Regions from separate parts of the Rattus norvegicus genome. Here region 1 is linked to region 2. A link is a contact called in public Hi-C data. All regions are on one chromosome and are shown on one strand. Each heading gives the region's core, a stretch centred on a gene start, on an enhancer-like site or on the middle of the called end of the contact. The rest is flanking DNA. Distances are from core to core; before and after follow the strand shown. Region 1 overlaps Enkur (enkurin, TRPC channel interacting protein). Region 2 overlaps Prtfdc1 (phosphoribosyl transferase domain containing 1).

Evidence for each region. Hi-C and Micro-C count contacts between places; a contact is called where the count stands out from the background.
Region 1: a contact with region 2 is called in a Hi-C map of frontal cortex, with 2.5 times the contacts expected there. The contact joins two enhancer-like sites.

What each region holds. Positions count from the first base shown.
Region 1 is chr17:88,599,008-88,603,588 of GRCr8, reverse strand. It overlaps Enkur (enkurin, TRPC channel interacting protein), which reads left to right. Exons shown (of 5, transcript NM_001106126.1): 5 at 4,137-4,532. The coding sequence ends at 4,310. Among named protein-coding and RNA genes, the nearest start is that of Enkur, 21 kb to the left of the region's middle. Within about 2 kb of position 2,483, at least 36 of the 93 cell types and tissues checked have an H3K27ac peak or open chromatin away from gene starts, as enhancers often do.
Region 2 is chr17:88,467,135-88,471,830 of GRCr8, reverse strand. The region is part of intron 4 of Prtfdc1 (phosphoribosyl transferase domain containing 1); the gene reads left to right. Among named protein-coding and RNA genes, the nearest start is that of Arhgap21, 89 kb to the right of the region's middle. Within about 2 kb of position 2,035, at least 71 of the 93 cell types and tissues checked have an H3K27ac peak or open chromatin away from gene starts, as enhancers often do.

The sequences.
Region 1 (4,581 bases), core at 1,234-3,733, 130 kb before region 2:
TCAGAAAGGGGCCAAGTCACTTTGTCCCGTTTCCCCAACCGGTGTCTCTTAGTTAGCATATCCTAGCTTCCCATTGCTTTACCAAAGTACAGAAGCAAATCACTGAAACGTTTTTGTTCCCCACACGTTTCTACTTTCTGTGATGTCATCATTATATAAAATAAGATAATTCCAATCTTGGGGACAGGGGGGTTGGCTTAGCAAAAATACTGAAACAAATTACTGGGGATCATTGCAGCATTATTCACACACATACACACGTAATGTGTTTTGCTCATATCCACCCCACAAGGCCGTCACGTGCCTCTTCCCCCTCTTACTCATCTCCCCCTTTCTCCCCTCCTGTTTGTTACCAGTGTTAAAGTTGGCATACATAGTGACGGGAATCACAATGTACTTCATGCTTTGTGGCTTTGTACTCTGTTCAAGTTTATTCCCCTTCCCCATTGGCCTCTCCTACACTCCCTGATCTGCTCTGTCCGATCCCTTTCTGCACACACGGTCCTCCCTTCTGCTCTCTCTTCACAGGGAGAACCTCTCCTTTTACTGCCTTGCTTAAGATCTGCTCCTCACCTGTGCCCTCCCCAACTCAAGGCTCCTCCCTGGTTCTATGATTTAGAGACGTGCACATCTTCCTTATCCATTGGCTGCTGACAGACGCGTGGGCTTGTCCCTTTCCCAGCAATTGTGAGTAGTGCAGCAATAGGCGTAGAAATGCCAGGATCTCTGCTGTGTGGTGGCTGCGTTCTGCTGGCACCTCCACAGGAGTGATATAGCTGGGCCATGTGGTATTTCTACTTTTAGAGAAACCCCTATATTGATTTCTATAGTGTCTGTACCAGCTCACAGTCCTACCAGCGGCTTAAGATTTCTTTCCTTCACGTCCTCACCAGTATTGGCTGTCACTTATGTTTCTCAGACAGCCATCCTGCCAGGGGTAAGATGGGGGACCGCAAGCTCTTTCAGTGTGAATTTCATCAATGGCTGCAGATACTGAGCCTTTTTTCAGCTTTCTAATAGCAGTTTCTGTATTTCTTCTTTGGAGAACTACTTGTCCTGTTTCTTGGCCAGTGGACTGGGTTGGGTGATCTGTGCTTGTTTTTGTTCCCTATTCTGAAAGCTGTCCTCACTGTGCCAATTATTTCCTGTGCTCTGAAGAAGCCGATCATACATTTTGATTTGATCTTACATGTAGTAGGATTTCCCCTGCATGTATGTGTGCCCGCCACATACATGGCTGGTGCCTGCGGAGGCCAGAGAGGGTGTTGGATCCCTTACAGATAGTTATGAGCTGCTGTGTGGGAGATGGGAATCATACCACATCTTTTAGAAGAACAGCCAGTGCCCTTAACCTCTCTCTGCAGACCGTGTGAAGCCCTTTACTTTCATGGAATCCTGCCTGCCAATCTTTGGCTTGTTCCAGTGTTGTTGCAGCCTACGTTGATCTTCTCAAGTTCTTCCCATGTATCGTCCCTCGTCATTTCAAAGCTTCAGATCTTACCTTAAGACCCCTTCTATCCATTTTGAACTGGTCTGAGCAGTTTCGTTCTTCTGACACCTTTATCAAGAATTAAGTGGTTTTATTTATCTCTGTGGGTTTATTTCTGAGTCCTCTATTCCATCAGTCGACATATCTGCTTTTGAGCCAGAACCATGCTATTTTTGTTACTGTGGCTCTGTAATATAATCTGAGACCAGGTATTGAGAGTCCTCCAGCATTGCTCTTTCGATAAGGATTGTTTTGGCTATTCAAGGCCCTTGAAGACTGGAAACTGACACTTATGGAGGCAGGGTCAATTGAGCTAGCGGACTCTCATCCTTTCCCAGCTTTACACTGCTGCTGAGTCGATATGAAAAATGAGACATTCACCAGATCCGTCTTCACTTTGGTGGCTAAACTCTTCTTCTTGGGAATCTCTGCTAGCCACAGGTAGCTTTTCAACCTGTGAGCTGGGCAATTGCCTCATCCTTCAGATCCATCCTGAATGGCATCCCTGTGGAGGCTAATGGCTAGCTGGAGATGACTCCCAAATGTGGGACATCTCCTCCAAAGGTCTTGGGAGTGTGAAAAGCAGCCAGCACTGAGATCTGGTCAAACAGAAATGGTCTTTATACTTGCAGGAACCCTGGAGCTGTCTTCCATGTTGGAGGGAAGCAGCTCTTAGGTTTATAGACCAGGCCTGGGACAGCAGGTCTCTGGGGCTGTACGGCAATGCAGGACAGTTATCATGGTCCAGAGGCTGACCAGACTAAGAGCTTTCTGACTGCCGGGCTAGTCTCTGTTGATGAGATCTGTTTCTGGCCTCTGGGCTCAGATTATCCTTCCCCATGCACTTCCCTGCCCAGCTTCCTGTCGTCTACAGTCTGGGCTTGTCAGCATCCAGCCTGCTGCGCTCTACTTCTGCCTCCAGAGACTTCCCACACCCTGACGCTGTGGCAGGCCAAACTGAAGCTCCTAGGCCTGTTCTCACGCTTCAAGGAAGCTTGGTTTTTAATAGGATCTTGCTCAAGATGCTGCCTGTTAGTTGCCCTGAGTCACCCAGAGTGACACTGTGGGGTTTCTCACTGTCTCACCAAAATCCACCGCTGGAATGGCAGCTTTAGGCTTGTCCTGTGAGGCTCCACTTTTAGAAATGACATCTGTTTCTTCTCAGCCTACATGACCAGCTTGGCTTTCTCCTTATTCACATGGCATCTGCTCTTTTGGGGTATCCTTTTGCTTCCTTTGTGGACTCCCAAAACTCGCTCTTTCTCTCTTAAAATGAAATGTACTTTTTCTTTGTGTCTGAAAGTATGCACACGTGCGTGTGTGCATGTGAGTGCACATGTACTCATACGTGGAGGTCAGAGGTCAATGTGGGGGTGACTTCTGTCACTGTTTACCATATCCACTGAACCTGGAGTTTATCAATTCAGGCGACTGCCTGATCTGAAAGCTCCTTCTGTATCTTCTTATCTCCACCCTCATGCCCAGGAGTGGAGTGGAGTGAGTGAGTGAGTTAGTTAAGTAGTTAGTTAGTTAGTTAGTTAGTTAGTTAGTTAGTTAGTTAGTGGAGTGTAAATAAAATGATCTATGATCTCACAATGAATGAAACGGGCCAGTCTGTAAAACTTCACTGAATGAATTCAATTAGTAGTTTAAGACTGTGTTGTCAGTGAAGCCCACGTCCCCTGTAATGAGAAATGTAACCAGGCAAAGGTGGAAATGGGCATTTATAGCTCCTAAGAGAGCCCTCATTTTGAATGTGTTGATTTCAGAGACCATAAAACATTAGCTACGTTATTAAATTAGCATGTGTTCTACATTTAATGACATTCGAACCATGTCTAGAACACATTCACAGGATATGGACCCCTGACTGCACGGAAGATGACTTAGTCTTTGTAATATGTTGTAATAGGTTGAAAACATACAAAAAGGTCACTATAAACTTGAATTTCAGTGTTTTTCTTACAGTAACATTTCACCAAATACAACTTGAATATGCCGGTCAAAATTCAGGCTTCTGATGTGGCCTCCCTGTTGAAGAACAAAGATAGAACAGAACATTCTGAGCAGGGAGGAAGTGAAGGTGGGGGAGGGGCGGTTTACAAAGTGTTTACCGTGTGAGCATGGGGACCTGAGCTTGATCTCCAGAGCCCATGTAAGAGCCAGTCGTGGTGACATGTGCTGTGATCTTAGCAGTAGTGTGGGAGAAGCAGGTAGAGGACTGGGGGGAGGCAGCAGTGGGAGGGGCTGCTGGCCGGCTAACCTAAGTTCCTGACTTCCAGGCCTGCAAAGAGGCAGTAGGGTGGTGGTCCTAAAGATGATATCTGACAAAACTTTTCTAATAAATGTATGAAAAATATTTTCAAAACCAGCTTTTACTTGGGACCATCAATTTTCAGATTGTTGATTTTTACCGAAGCGTTTGGTATAAGCTTGGCTCCACAGTGCTCCTAACTCTGTACGGTACAGGGCTCTGCCGCTGTGCCGTGTTTTCTGTTACTGTGGCCAAGTCCAGTACGGACACGTTATCATTTCCAAAGTCGCTTCAGCAGCCGTCTGCACCTTCTCAGTCTCTGTTACCCGCAGTTTCGTTGTCGGTTCCTTTTGCAGTCTACCCGTTACGGCAAAGTCTCTTTACCGTTTGCAGGGGCTGAAGAAGAACTGGGAAGAGGTGCACAAAGAGTTCCAGTCCCTCTCGGTCTTCATCGACTCCATACCGAAGAAGATCCGCAAGCAGAAGCTGGAAAAAGAGATGAAACAGCTGGAGCACGACATCAGCATCATCGAGAAGCACAAGATCATCTACATCGCCAACCAGTGAGCGAGCTGTCACGGTGCGGAAAGAGGACACAGGACAATCCTCACGGACGTCAAACCAAACCCACTCTTCTCAAAGAGGACTATGCAGAGAATAAGTTCACTGAAAATGTAGGCAGTGTTGAAAGAATAATTGAATTATTTGATTGTTCTAGAGAAAATTTTCTCCTCCACTGTCACAGTTCTACTTATAAACAAACCATTAAAGTCGGAAGCTTCACCCTGGGTCTGTATTCCATAAGGGCAATCATCCTATCACCGTGGACGTGTTTCAC
Region 2 (4,696 bases), core at 786-3,285:
CCAGTAGCCCAGTCAAATTTGAGCGTCAGATATTGAATAGATGTTCAGTATGAGTACATAGTACATATTCACTGTAACTGTGTCTTGTGTGGTATTTTGGACATACTCTAAAAATTTACTCACTGATTACCTGACCTTAAAATATAATTAGGCGTTTGTGGTTTACCTTGCAAGCCTTCCCCCAGTGCTCTTTAAGTATGATCCAAATTCCTGACTCCAGTAAATCCTGCTTGATCCATCTGGCATCCCCACCGCATGGCCATACTTGATTGGCCTCATGGCACTGCCCTTCCCTAGCTAAGCCTTTCTTGCCAACCCCTTAAACAAGCTATGCCTTCTTCTTGGAATATGCTTTCCCCTGCCTTAGGACTCAGTCTGCTCTGTACAGCACAGCTTCCCTGCACAGCTGTCAGGGATGAGAGCATGGCCTGCTCTCCCTCCTACTGTCCACCAGTTCCAGTGTGCATCTGTCTGTGAGCCCAGCTCCCTCCGAGCCCTGTCTACAATTTACAGCTTAGCGCTTACTTAGGAGTCTTTTTTTTTTTTTAATCTGCCTTTCCTCCCAGAAAATCAGTGTGAAGTGGCCAGGGACCACTGGGTTCACCACCTCATCCCTAGCATGGTACACAGCCTGTTCCAGCACAAGTTAGAGTAAATACTGAATGAGCAGTGAGTGCATCATCCTACGTAGGAATCAGAGAAATGGTTTCAGTCAGAGCGAGGACACAGGGGAAAATGTTAAAGCCAAGCCAATTTGGCCAGGCCTCTGGTGGTGAGTGATGGGATCCCAAACCAAACGCATTTGCCGCTTCACAGAGGACGGTTTGGAGGGCAGCAAAAACTGAGAGTACCAATGAAATGGCATGTCCAAGTAGCTGATTCGGGTTAGGACTGAAGGGGGAAAGGAGTGTACGAGAAGGGTACAGCTTCCATATTAAGGAAAGTTAGAAAGGAAAGTGGGGACTGGAGAGATGGCTCAGTGGTTAAGAGCACTGACTGCTCTTCCAGAGGTCCTGAGTTCAAATCCCAGCAACCACATGGTGGCTCACAACCATCTGTAAGGGGACCTGATGCCCTCTTCTTGTGTGTCTGAAGACAGCTGCAGTGTACTCATATATAATAAATAAATAAATCTTTAAAAAAATTTTTAAAAAAGGAAGTGAATACTGCATGGCTAAGGGTGGGAGTGAAAAGGAGACAGAGTGCTTGCCTAGCTCAAGGGGGCGTAGCAGTGGGGGACAGAGTGCCTGTCTGACTCTCACTCACAAGACCCTGGATTGAATGGCCAGCACTACTGAAAAAGAAAAAGAAAAATTTTCATTTAACTTTAGAGATGTACTTTTCCTTATAAAGTTACTCAAAAATTTTAGCATTGTAACAAAATACCTGGGGGAAAAAAAAACAACTAAAAGGAGGAAAGGTTCATTTCAGCTTATAGTTTCAGGCACCGCAGTGCATGGCCATCTGACTCCAGGCCTGCGGGAAGTCAGAACATCATGACAGAAAGACATGGTGATTGGTGAAGGGCTGGCCAGGAGAGGCTGGGGGGTAGGGAGGTCTGCCAAACTAGACATAAATCACTTAGGGAAGTCATGCCCCAGCCACCTCTTTCATCGAATAAGGCCCATTTCCAAGCAGCAGAGACATGAAGTTAGGTCCTCTAGCCATGGCCACCTCCCAGTAGTGCCACCACCTGGGTGCGAAGCCTTCAACATGGGAGCCTTCAGGCAGGATAGTTTATGTTCAACCTGTAATAGCCAGCTCTACGGCCTCCTTCCTTCACCTGGTCAATCTTGTCTGCCCAGGAAGACTTGTCAAGACAACAAAGAAACCCAGTAGGCAGAATCTTTTCACAGGGAGTCAGATGCATGATGGGGAAGAAGCTTAGGAAGCGCTCAGCACTTACTGGGTCCCTGTTTGAGTGGTTATAGAAGAATCCAAACTGTAATAAACGTCTGCATCAGGCAGCAGGGTCGTTACAGGTCATTCTCTAACTTCTTCTTTCTCATACACTCACCATGCAAGCCAGCAGTCCAGTCAATAAATTTGCATTTTTTCATATTACTACCCTACCAGGAATTTGGACATGGCTTCTCTCATTCAGTGCTGAGCACCTCAAGAACAGCTCACCGAGTTTTTCCACAAATCCCCTTTCTTTGCACAAAAAGAAGGAGAGGGAGGGGGAGGAGGAGGAGGAGATGATGGTGATGGTGGTGGTGGTGGTGGTGATGATGATGGTTATTCTTGGAACTGCAATGATCTTAAGGAGAAGGTGGGGTTGTGGGAATAACACAGGAGAGCGTCAGATCTACAATGGGGGAGGAAAGGGAGAGTAGGGAACTAGACAGGGCTGGATCTGATGACTAAGGAAACAAGTCAGGAACTGAACAAGGAAATAATAAAGTACCTGAAAATGTAGTTGGGTTGGGTTTACAGAGTAGACTGATTGTCTCAATAAAGAGATGAACTTGCTGAATCTGAGCAGAGGTGACATCATGGAGCCGTTTAAGGGGGGAAAAATATAATCGTGATATGTTGTGCAAAATGCAGTCAATTAATTATGAATTTTATTTAGTTAATACAAATCTTTAAGAATATCATGAACCTGACACGCGGTGGAAGGGAGTACAGGAGGGAGGGAGGGCAGGGGCTGAGCCCTCCCCAGAGGGCTGAAGCCAAAATGAAGAGGGAGCCATAGACATGGTTCTTGCATCGTTTTCTGAAAGGAGGAGCCTCAGAAAGCGTCCGGAAGCAGCTCCCCCTGGTCAGCTGTGCCCTGTTTGTAACCTGCATGGAACCTCTGGGGGCCTGGGAAGATGGCTGGAGTTCAACTAAGAGAAAGGATGTCTCCCTCCAGGTCTTTCTCTGCGCCTTCTTTCACTTTCAGGGAAGGCTGGCTGAGTCATGGCTCTAAATAGGCCAGTGCTGTTGAATGCAGCGAGCCCTCCACAATTCTCTTCACTGGGCGCTCTGCACTTAAAAGCATTTACTCGCTGTATTTAAGCTGTCTGCACAACACACTCTCACTCTGATTTTTCCCCTCAAGTTGATTTAATCCTGGCACTTCATAAAATGTGTGTATCCACTAAAGCAGGGAGATTCTAGTCGTGTCCAAGGGAAGCCCCCAAAAGGCTGGGATAAAACTGAAAGCCAGCAGGCCCAGATCGGCCGTGAAGATACACAGCTGGGCAGCTTCTGTGCAAGATTTCCGGAGACGAGCGCCCCACCCCCAAACAAGTTTCTAATCGAATGCCAGAATGAAGCACTGAAGCCTGCCAAATCGCCTCACCGCCGGCACCACCGGCTGCCGGCTGCCGTAACTTAAAGCATTCCTTTTTACTGCCGCTGACTGGACTGAGAACAATGGTAGAAATGGCCACTGGTGATGACGATAGCAATTTTGTGAGTTATCACATAAAATAAAATGCTGAGCCACATTCCTTTCCCTCTGGGATTTATAAGCATACACCTCCTCACAGCCCGCAACTGCCGTCCAGCCCATCTTTGCCAGGCCAAAACCCCGGTGCTGTTGCAGATCGCTTTGTGTTTCCAAAGTTTAAAAGTAGCTTCTTGCCTCCTTTGTTAGGAAAATTCAGTGTGATGGGCTTTGCTGAGGCCTCTGAAGAGCAGCGAAACAACACTCTGGAGTCCAGAGAGTCCCTATAGAATCTTCGCCTACAGCCCCCGCAGACTTTTACTGGCTCCCTGGGAGGAAGTGAGCTAGGTGTGAGGGGATGACTAAGACAGTAATTGGCAAACACCTCAGATTCAGCGATCATGGTTATCAGATGGGAAGTGTTCTGGAGGCACAGAGTGTTCCGAAAAAAATCCCCCAGCATCGCCTACTCAAAAAGCGGGAATCTTAGTAGACTGCTCGGCACAAATGAAAGGCAGTAGACAGGAAAGGTTGGTTAAGGAAGAACTGCAGATCCTTAAAGATGGTGGAGATGGTGTCTCATGAGTAAAATGAGCTACAGAAAGTGAAAGCCAAAGTTATTCATTTATCACACAGAGTTCTTTCTTTTTTCTTCCCTATCTCTTCCTTCCTTCCTTCCTTTCACAGAGTCTTGCTATCTACCCAGGTGACATAGAACCCATGATCTTCTTGCTTCTGCCTTCCTAGGTACTCTGCTCACATGTGCACCCCTATAGCTGGAGCACAAGCCTTCCTGGGTCGCCTTTTCCTATCAGAGCTCTGTGCTGACCATATGAGGATGGGTTACTATTTGTCTCTTAGCCCCTGAGTCTAATCTTGGTGCACGGAAACCCAAGGATTGGTTCCTTTAGATATTAACACAAGTGCCTCCAAGGTTGGGGCAATTACAACTCCTATACCATCTTCCTTCATACTATATCATCCCATGGAAGAAAGTGGAAAGATAAGAAAGAGATGAGAGACTGACAGGGGACCTGCCTCATTTTTCTAGCAATCTGCTACTAAGGCAACTAAGCCACTCTTGTAATGATGGCAATGCTCTATTTCTGAGGGCAGAACACATGGCTGGGTCACCTTTTATTGGGCCCCATCTTAATGTTTATTGGTGGTTAATTTTCCAACTTAGGAACCCCTCTGAATATATTCAAAATACAGTAGAATTCAATGTCCAGCCTTAGGTTGAGCAGAGAAATTACAAAGCCTTTTACAAGACAGCTGGCTTTATGTGATACTAAGAATTTATCGTTTTTGATAGATGGG